3 separate regions of the Mus musculus genome follow, and regions 2 and 3 are each linked to region 1. A link is a contact called in public Hi-C and HiChIP or PLAC-seq data. All regions are on one chromosome and are shown on one strand. The core of a region is the stretch at or near the end of the contact, and the rest is flanking DNA. Distances in the headings are between cores, read along the strand shown. Region 1 holds the start of Tigd4 (tigger transposable element derived 4). Region 2 overlaps Fbxw7 (F-box and WD-40 domain protein 7). Region 3 overlaps Trim2 (tripartite motif-containing 2).

The links. A called contact is a pair of places that touch in the nucleus more often than the background predicts. HiChIP or PLAC-seq counts read pairs in DNA pulled down with a chosen protein or histone mark.
Region 2: a contact with region 1 is called in an H3K27ac HiChIP or PLAC-seq map of microglia, with 7 times the contacts expected there. The contact joins the enhancer-like site here to the promoter of Tigd4 in region 1. A contact is called at or near these places in 12 of 39 promoter capture datasets (the 3T3-L1 cell line, the C10 cell line, HPC-7-derived erythroid cells and 8 more), 3 of 484 Hi-C or Micro-C datasets (bone marrow-derived macrophages, cochlea and cortical neurons), 8 of 115 datasets of contacts at active chromatin or transcription factors (bone marrow-derived macrophages, embryonic stem cells, forebrain and 2 more) and 4 of 9 other capture datasets (adipose tissue, liver, macrophages and 1 more).
Region 3: a contact with region 1 is called in a Hi-C map of CD4 T cells, with 5 times the contacts expected there. The contact joins the enhancer-like site here to the promoter of Tigd4 in region 1. A contact is called at or near these places in 1 of 39 promoter capture datasets (liver), 1 of 484 Hi-C or Micro-C datasets (CD4 T cells) and 1 of 115 datasets of contacts at active chromatin or transcription factors (embryonic stem cells).

The regions. Positions count from the first base shown.
Region 1 is chr3:84,592,257-84,595,138 of GRCm38.p6, forward strand. Tigd4 (tigger transposable element derived 4) reads left to right here and starts at 1,318. Exons shown (of 1, transcript NM_207278.2): 1 at 1,318-2,882. The coding sequence starts at 1,522.
Region 2 is chr3:84,865,407-84,868,739 of GRCm38.p6, forward strand. All of the region lies in intron 3 of Fbxw7 (F-box and WD-40 domain protein 7), which reads left to right. All of the region lies in intron 1 of Gm40080 (a long non-coding RNA gene), which reads right to left. Among named protein-coding and RNA genes, the nearest start is that of Gm40080, 11 kb to the right of the region's middle. Within about 2 kb of position 1,700, at least 22 of the 459 cell types and tissues checked have an H3K27ac peak or open chromatin away from gene starts, as enhancers often do. A contact at or near this core is called in bone marrow-derived macrophages, liver and microglia, where this site is marked.
Region 3 is chr3:84,189,566-84,192,451 of GRCm38.p6, forward strand. It overlaps Trim2 (tripartite motif-containing 2), which reads right to left. Exons shown (of 12, transcript NM_001271727.1): 5 at 2,516-2,696; 6 at 948-1,671. Among named protein-coding and RNA genes, the nearest start is that of Mnd1, 35 kb to the left of the region's middle. Within about 2 kb of position 1,331, at least 97 of the 459 cell types and tissues checked have an H3K27ac peak or open chromatin away from gene starts, as enhancers often do. A contact at or near this core is called in embryonic stem cells, where this site is marked.

The DNA.
Region 1 (2,882 bases), core at 68-2,567:
TGAGACAGAGAGGAGGAGGGAGAGAGGGAGAGAGGGAGGGAGAAAGAGAGGGAGGGAGGGAGAGAGAGAGAGAGAGAGAGAGAGAGAGAGAGAGAGAGAGAGAGAGAGAGAGAGAAGCTATTCTGAGTGCCTCTTAGGAAATTCACTGAGCCTTACTAAGTACACAGCAGCAGTATGAAGTCAGTCCTGTGGTTTCTCCCCTTTTACAGGTAAAGCGGCCGAGGCTTTAATGGTTAAGACCCAGGACCACTTAAGTTCTAACAGTGGTCACTTCTCAAGATCCATACTATGGCAAGTCACTTTTCCACACATAGACAAACCAACATAGAGGGCCTGAAAGGGTAAGAAACATGATCACTCTACTCTCTTATTTTAGTCTAGATAATTTTCTACATTATATTCCTTAACAACGTGTTTATTATGAAGCATGTTCTCAACACTGACCTGTTTATATTCATAGACTATACTAAACTGATGTAAAAATTATTGGATTTTATTTAGCTTTGAGGGAGCATAGGGTTTAGACGTTTTAATGGAATATAGTCATCACCTGAATTGAGTATTTCAATGAAGTATTTCTAGCAGACTCCTATGAAGAAGACCGTCTCCCATGTGCTATTAAAAATTGAGCTCATGACTGCAGTCTGTAGTTATTTTTTTTCTTGTAGAGCCAGAGGGTACAGTCTGTGACCTCATGTAGAAAATAGCCACCAAGAATCTATCCAGGATCATTTTTAGTTCTTTAGTTTTGGCATGCACAAACAATTTTCAAAGCAGATTAAATTTGTCCAATGTACTTTAGAAGTATGTATTGCAAAGCACAAGCGGGGGATGCAAGCCACAGAGCAGAGCTTTTAATGGCGAGGCCATTCGGGAAGCAAGCATCCGTCTGGAAGCTTTGGTTACTACATTTCCAGAAACTTCTTCCCTTCCTTTTCATTGTCGCTCTGAGCATGGCAGTATCCAGTTTCCACATTGCTAAACTTCTGCCTTTTCCCCTGGCATTTTCAAGAAGTAGAAGGAGTGTGCCATTTTTTTTTTCATTCTGTACCCTTGAAGAAACTAGAACTTAAGCTGGGATATCTTTCCATGAACATTTTTTAATGTTTCTTATCTCTGAACCTGCTGTGGAGAATTTAGTACAAGACATGCATGGATAAAATGAATCGTCTTAAAGGATTGCAGCTCCAAAAATACCCCAGCAGGACTGGGCAGGTTTGACATAATGACATTCCTATTTTAGCCTGACTTCTGGAACTCTGAAGAACTATAAATTGAGCCACACAAGATCCTAAGAAGGTGGTGCCTCTTCTAACCGCATATAGAATTTTTCTTCAGACTTTTGGAAAAGATGTATCTAGTGGTTGTTTTCCTAGAGAATGAGACTGTTGGTACTTACCAACTTTAATACAGGAAATGATAGGTAGAAAGCCCTGCTCTGTATCCTACTGAAAACCAAATTTGATTACGGAAACTTACACCAGGAGCTCAGAGCCAAGGTCTGCACAAGCCGCATCTGAGATGGCAGAAGCCTCTGTGGATATCGGGACTCAGCCCGTAACCGTGAAGAAAAAGAAGAGCCTGTCCATCGAGGAGAAGATTGACATCATAAATGCAGTGGAAAGTGGCAAGAAAAAGGCAGAGATTGCAGCTGAATATGGCATAAAGAAAAATTCATTGTCTTCCATTATGAAAAACAAAGACAAAGTTCTAGAAGCCTTTGAGTCTTTGAGATTTGATCCGAAGAGAAAAAGACTGAGAACAGCGTTTTATACGGATCTAGAAGAAGCATTGATGAGGTGGTATCGGATTGCTCAGTGTCTAAACGTTCCAGTTAATGGCCCGATGTTGCGTCTAAAAGCTAATGATTTTGCCCAGAAGCTGGGACACAATGATTTTAAGTGCAGCAATGGTTGGCTGGATCGTTTTAAGTCCAGGTATGGCTTAGTATTCAGAGCACAACCCGTAGAAGCCACGGGTATATCTATAGACCCTTCCACTGTGTGGTACCAAAATGTGCTACCTTATTACTTAAATGATTATCATCCTAAAAATGTTTTCAATGTAAAAGAGACTGGGTTGCTTTATCGAATGTTACCTACAAATACTTTTGCATTCAAAGGGGAAACATGCTCAGTTGGAAAGTTGTGCAAAGACAGGATAACGCTGGCACTCGGAACAAATATGGATGGCTCTGAGAAGCTCCCTTTGCTGATCATCGGGAAAAACCGAGCCCCGCGTTGTTTCAAGGGCATAAAATCATTGCCTGTGTACTATGAAGCTAACAGAACGGCGTGGATGACCGCAGCCATATTCGAGCAGTGGATGCAGAAGCTGGATGAGAAATTCCAAGCCCAGAAACGAAGAGTGGTGATTTTTGTTGACTCTTGCCCCGCACATCCGGAAGTGAAAAACCTAAAGTCCATTGAGTTGGCATTCTTCCCGTCATGCTTGTCTTCCGGGTTTGCAGCTATGAATCAAGGTGTTATTAAAAGCCTTAAAATCAAATATCGGCATTGTCTTATCAAGAAATTTTTAAGTTCAGTCGAAAGTAGCAAAGAGTTTACATTTTCTCTTCTAGATGCAGTTGATACATTGCATCTCTGCTGGAGAGCTGTAACTCCAGAGACTATTGTTAAAAGCTATGAAGAAGCAGGATTCAGGTCTCCAAAGGGAGAAAATGACACAGCCAATGCAGATGCTGCTGTTGCTCTTGACCTGACTGCCCATGCAGTGGGGGCAGGAGTGGAGTTTCTTGAAGGCTTGTCCATAGAGGAATACGCTGCCCTGGATGAGGACCTGGAGACTTGTGAAGCCACCCAGAAAGATGATGCCGAGTGGGCCGGAGAAAGTAAGCAAGACGAAACTGGTCTTTATACTTC
Region 2 (3,333 bases), core at 450-2,949, 270 kb after region 1:
GGATAAGTGCTGAGATATCCAATAATCAAGTACCGTGGTATAGTTTATGGTTGTTTTTAATATAACCACACAAAAATGTTTTGTTTTGTTTTTCATTCGCTAAAGGAGTGTCTCTAGATATATGAAGTGGGAAAAACATCTGTATTTGAAACAGTCAGTTTTCAACCAAAAGATATTTCTATAGCAATTATAGCACATGCTTACATGAGCAGCAGTTACAGTATTCTGTTTAGCATACACCTGCAATTTGTAGCATATTCAGGAACAACTAATAGAGCAAAGATGCCTGTGAAGATTTCCACTCTGTGTGCCTTGTGGTGGCTCATCTCTGGAGTATATCACACAGAAGGGGCTAGTTTGGCCCTCTCCTAAACATGAACCAGCTGTCATCATTGTAGGCTTTTGGAGCATATCTCATCCTAAATGTATTTGTGACAGTTTTATTGTCTTACAGTTTACACACCAGAAAACGTCACACTTGTGTACTTTCCAGGATTCTGAGTCTGTCAGCTATGCACTCCTCACAGCCACTCAGGCGTAGGGGGCTTTCCTTACTGTCTAACCTCATCTCCCTCTCTTGGCAACAAGTAATGGGCTTTCTGCTCGAGAGTTTGCCTGTTTTGGTTATTTATAAAAATGCACCACTTAGTATTTGTTCTTTTGTGCTTCATTCACTTAGCACAGTATTTTTAGCATCATATGATATGTGTCATATCAGTACTTAATTCATTTTTATGACTTGGTATTCCTTTGTATCCCACATGTTACTTATCCTTTCATCAGTTGATAGAGCTGCTTTTTTGGTTGTTAGTAATGTGTATTGTGAACTAGTGTGGATATATATTTTCACTTCTTTTGAGCATGTGTGAATGGGGAGGGGTTGAGAATTAATCCTTTGTGTTTCTTTTCAAGTAGTGGTCAAAATAGCAATACACTGGGGTCCTAGTCTCCACATCCGCATGGGCAGCCATGTGTGTATTTTAGTCTTCCTGGTTGGTGTGAAAGGACACTTCATTGTGGGTGCTTACTGGCCGTTTGTTGTCTCTGAAGAAAGAGCCATTCAAGTATTTTGCTCATTTTCCAGAGCAAATACTTTTAATTTTGAATTGTGATCATTTTTTTTACGTGTTATGAGTAGTAGATGTTTATTCAGTATGAGAGTTCCAAGTATTTTCTTCTTTTCTATGGATTATCCTTTTAGTTTGAAAAAAAAAGTCATTGGAAGAAATGACCCATTTTATCAGATGGGTTTCTCTGTAGCCCTGGCTGTCCTGGAACTCACTCTGTAGACCAGGCTGGCCTCGACCTCAGAGATCTAACTGCTCTGCCTCCTGAATGCTGGGTTTAAAGGTCGTGACACCATTGCCTGGCAGAATGAAGTGAAAGGTTTTAATCTTGATAGAGCTCAGCTTTCATTTTGCTTTGCGTGTGGCACAAAGTTACACGTTCATTTTAAAATAAGTCATTATTGATAGTTTAGGTCTGTAATAGGCTTCACCCTAAGTCCATAAAGAACACTGGCATTTCTTGTATCTGACGGCCAGAGCACAAAGGGAAGGATTTCTACTGTATTTGTCTTTCAGTTCCCCATGCATTTGTTTCTTATGTTTGACTCTGTGATTACTCAATACCCGACCCTACCTGCCCTTGGGGGTTGGAGGTTAGGTAGTAAAGAGTCAACAACACAGGCTCCAGGAGCAGGTGAGAAACACCGCAGCAAGCTCTTCTGAAAACTGCTGCAAGCTCCTTTAATACCCTCTACACACACATGCCCATTGGTCCCAAGAACAGCAGTTCCTGACTGGCTGGCACTGTCTGCATCAATCCTTGCTCTCTCAGGCAGTCCGCACTTAGGTCCTCCTGCAGGATATGCTTTTGCGGCTCCTTGCCCCCTCCCGGCATTTACATAAAGGTGACCCCGCTGGTCCTGCTACAGTTCCTATATGAGATTGGTTTATTTATATTAGTCTGTGTTGTATATGATAGCTCCCCCTCCACCTGAGATGAGACAGGGTCTTGTGCATCTCTGGCAGATCCTGGAGATCTCTGCTTCCTAAGTACTGGGGTTTTTGAAGTTTTCTTTGCATGCCTTTGGTTTCTGTTCTGGAAAGAAAATAGATTCATAGGAGACTTATCTTTGTTACTTTTTGGCTGAGAATGTTCTTCTGATTTGGCATGTGGCCAGAAGCTTTCTGAGAGCCTCACAGAACACAAAGCTGATAGAAGAAGTGCTGGGAAGAAGCTCTGAGGCAAGATGGCATCAGAGGATGTGAGCCATGTATCTGAGTACAGTCTCTGCCCAGTTCTTTCACTGACTACCATAAACTACTCAGGTGCCAGGGTATCAGGCTGATAAATAGGAAGGCGTGGCTCAAAGGTGAAGGAGCTGAGCACAGGCAGTAGCTACATGCTGCAAAGGACAGTTTGGTGTTCCCATTCACAACACTAAAACCACAAGTTCCTCTGAAAGATTATAGCAAAGTCCAGATAGACTCTTACATTGTTTACATAAGGAATTCTGTTTTCAAAGGGCTCAAGAAGAATACTTAGGAGTGAATAGATAAAGCATAGAGGCACTTTAAAGATGCAGGAGAGAGTTTTAGGGCTGTCTGGAAGGAGAGTTAATTAAGTAACAAAACAAGTGTTTAGCAGTGAGGAGAGTCAATTAGCTTAGAGTAATAAAAGCCATCAACTGGAAGGATGGGAGGATGAAGAGTCCAAGTCAGAGGCCTGCGAGAGGATTGCTAGCCTGTGATGGCACAGGACCATAAATAATGGCTGCAGACTCAATTCAGGGGGAAGTGTCAGCCTACAAAAGCAGGAAGTTCAGGCAGAATCAACATAAAAGAGTCCACATTTAGCTAAGTAAGTGGTCTAGCTGCTTAGTTGCAGAGAAAATCTTGTAAGCACTAATAGAGAAAGAAGTTATCATGTTGGCTAGTTGAGGAACTAGACATTCAGTGAGCTGAAAGAAAACCTAAAAGATGCGAATTTGTTACCGTAATTTGAAAGTAAAATAAAGACATGTTCAGATAAACACTGGGGTTTTCTATCATCCCACCACACTTATGAACAGTTCTATAGGAAATTGATTGGTTTGAAGGGAAATAGCCCCAGAAGTCATATCGAAGCTAGTAAATACATAATGTACTATATTTTTCTAATTATAAAAAGCTATATGATTTCCTTACTGTAAAAATGACTAACTATAATACTATATTGTTGACTAATGAAAACATTTATCAAATTATACTGTTTCTTTTTGACTAAATTTGGATTTTTTTGTTGTCGTTGAGGATTTTTATTGTGCTTTTGCTTATTTGAATGTATCTC
Region 3 (2,886 bases), core at 81-2,580, 400 kb before region 1:
AAAGTCTATTTCCTTTCTAGGTGTGTCAGTTAACAAACTGTGCAGTAGCACTCTCAGGCCCAGTGATGTAGACACAGGAGGGAGTAGGGGAGGCAGGCTGCGGGTAAAGACAGAACGAGGAGAACGAGGCAGGCTGCAGGTCCTTTCTGAAACAAAATGCAAGCTTTGCTTTTCCTTAAGAATGTCTGAATGCCCTTTTTTTTTTTTTTTTTTTTTTTTTTTTTTTTTTTTTTTTTGGTTTACTTTTAGGTCGCTTCCTCTTGGGAAGCCAAGCAGTGAAAACAAACATAGGTAAAAAGCGCCAGGTAATAAATCAGAGGGAGGGGCAACCACATTCCGGTCTCTGAGCCCAGGCTACACCTCTGGGCTTCATCCCCAGCCCCGCCCAAACCCATTTCCTTCTCCACCCAGAGGTCTTAGGCACTGTTTTCCAGCTCTGCACAGCTGGCTGACCACACAGCTTGCCCTGTGGACTGACCCCCACAGATCTCCCACTCCTTGCAGGAGTGGAGGCAGAGAGGTATCTGAATTCCGTTTGTGGGACTGCCACCGCCCAAGCCCCACAGATTTCACAGAAATACAAGAATTTGCCAGACGCAAGGCTCTTTGCATTTGGGTTAGACAGGAGTCCTCCAAAGACACACCCACCAAAGTGAGAATCTTTTTTAAAAAATTGTCGTTGTACTGTTGGTTTTTCTCCCGCCCCTGCCCCCCCCCCTTCTTGTTTCAGCTTCTCACTGGCTGCATTTATCAGGAAAAGGGGGGAGGGGAGGAGGAAAGAAAGGAGGAAACGGAAGAAGAAACATTTGGGAAGAGCCTACAGAAACTAGCCCAACAAAATAACCAGAAGCTCCCCACCTGCTCGTAAATGCAGGATTCCGATTGGCAGGAGCGCTTGCCAGGTAGCCCCTTAGCCACCGAGTCAGGGGACAGCGCCCACTCCTTACCGACTCGGAAGATCAGGTCGTCCTCGATGGGGTTCTCTTTTCGCTTGCCGGTGCTGTACATGCTGGCAGGTCTCTTCACAGCCTTCTGCTTGACGTGCCCGCTCCCCGGGGACTTGACTCGTCGCTTCACGCCCTCGGTGGTGGGGGACACGTCGGCAGAGCGGATGACCTTGAGCTTAAACGGGCTGCCTCGGATATGCTGGTCGTAGAGCCTGAGGGACAGGGTGAAGTCCCCCTCCTTCTGCACAGTATACAAGAACTCGTAGGTGCCGTTCTTGTTGTCCAGGATCTCTCCGTCGGCCACGCTGCCGTCCGGGGTGCTGAGCTCAGCGGTGAGGTATGCGTTGCCTGTCTTGCACAGCTCTCCGTCTTTGTCCTTGGTGGTTATAGTAACGGACATGGGCTGCCCGATGATGGTCTGCCGCAGCCCCTCCCCCGTGGCCACCGTCTCAGAGGCGACCGCGTTAGTGGTGAGGATGGTCCCCAGGTTGTGGATAGACTTCTTCAGTCCCTCCGTTTCCACGATAAAATCCAGCTGGTCGTTCTCGCGCGGGTGCAGTGGGAAGTCCTGGTCCGCCAGTTCGTTCAGCTTCTCGCTCATCTGCTTCTTCACCAGCAGCACCTCCGTCTCCGTGCCATGGTTGAGGGCCTGAGCCGTGAAGTTGCTGCAGCTCTTAATGCTTTCCTGGCCTTGGAGCAGGGTATCCAGCTGCGACTGCAGCACCTGCCGGGGACACAGAGGCAACGAGCGCTTCCTACAGGACACCGTGCAGCCTGCAGGACACTTGGCTAGGAGCTGGGGCAGAGCCCTCCTCCCAAAAGAACCAACCTCTACGCCCGCCCACTCAGGTGGCTCGGAACCATCTGCATTCCATTTAACCCAGTGAACCCATGCAGAACGCTAAGTTGCATTTCCAGTATCATCTGGAGATTTCCCTTCCGCCTCACCCTGCCTCTCACCCACACGTGCATTTCTTAGGTCATCTGTTTACCTGGGGCTAAGAGAAGAAAGGACGCTACCAACAGCAAACAAATTGTCTGCTTGATGCGAATTAGTCATTACCCAGTGGCCTTTCCCTAGCGTTTAGAGCTGCCAGTCACGACCTCAGGGAACAAAACCCAACCATTTGAGAAGTCTCTACACCTGAATACCCGAAGCTCTCCACCCTGGCTTGGTGAACAGACTTGCAGAGCCAAACAAAGGCGGCAGTCAGGTTCGCTTTGAAGTTGAGGAACAGGTTGGTGTGGGTGAGAGAGAGAGCAGTGAAGAGGCTCCTCCACCCTATAATTAAGGAAGGAAAACATTCCAGGCGACCTTAAGCCCTGAAAGCATTTCTATATGCAACCTCTCCTTAGGGAGAACTATAAGTTGCGACAGAAAGTTCACGGAATCCGAGTTTGGTTGAATATCTACTAAATGTAAAGGGCACTGTTGGTCCCCAGGAAGTACAGTGGTGTAGGTCCATTCCTGCTACCGCCACTGTTAGAACGCAGTAAGCAGGCGCTGGGAGTGCAGTCACCCCCACTCCCCCCCCCCCCAAGAAGCCTGCAGGACTGCAGAGCCTTACTTTGTGTTTGAGACCATAGTTGACCTCCAACTCCATGAGCAGCACGCTCTTGCGAACATTTAAAGTCTTCTGCAGCTCATCAAAGGTGGAGTGGATGTCATCCACAATGCTGGCCTTTTGGTTGGTTAACTGATGGATGATTTCTGAGATGAACTGAAGAGCAGAATCTATTTCTGGGAGTCTGAGAGACAGGAGAGTTGTTAGTGGTCATTATTTAACTTCTACCTAGGAATACTCCAAAGCCTGCCTATACCTTCAGTCTCTAAATGCAAGCGCTTTTTACTATGCTGCTTGCATCACCTTTAAAAGGAAACATGAAGGAACAAGTGAGTCCTTCAGGGTCACCTCTATTTAAATCTCCCTTCAACCAT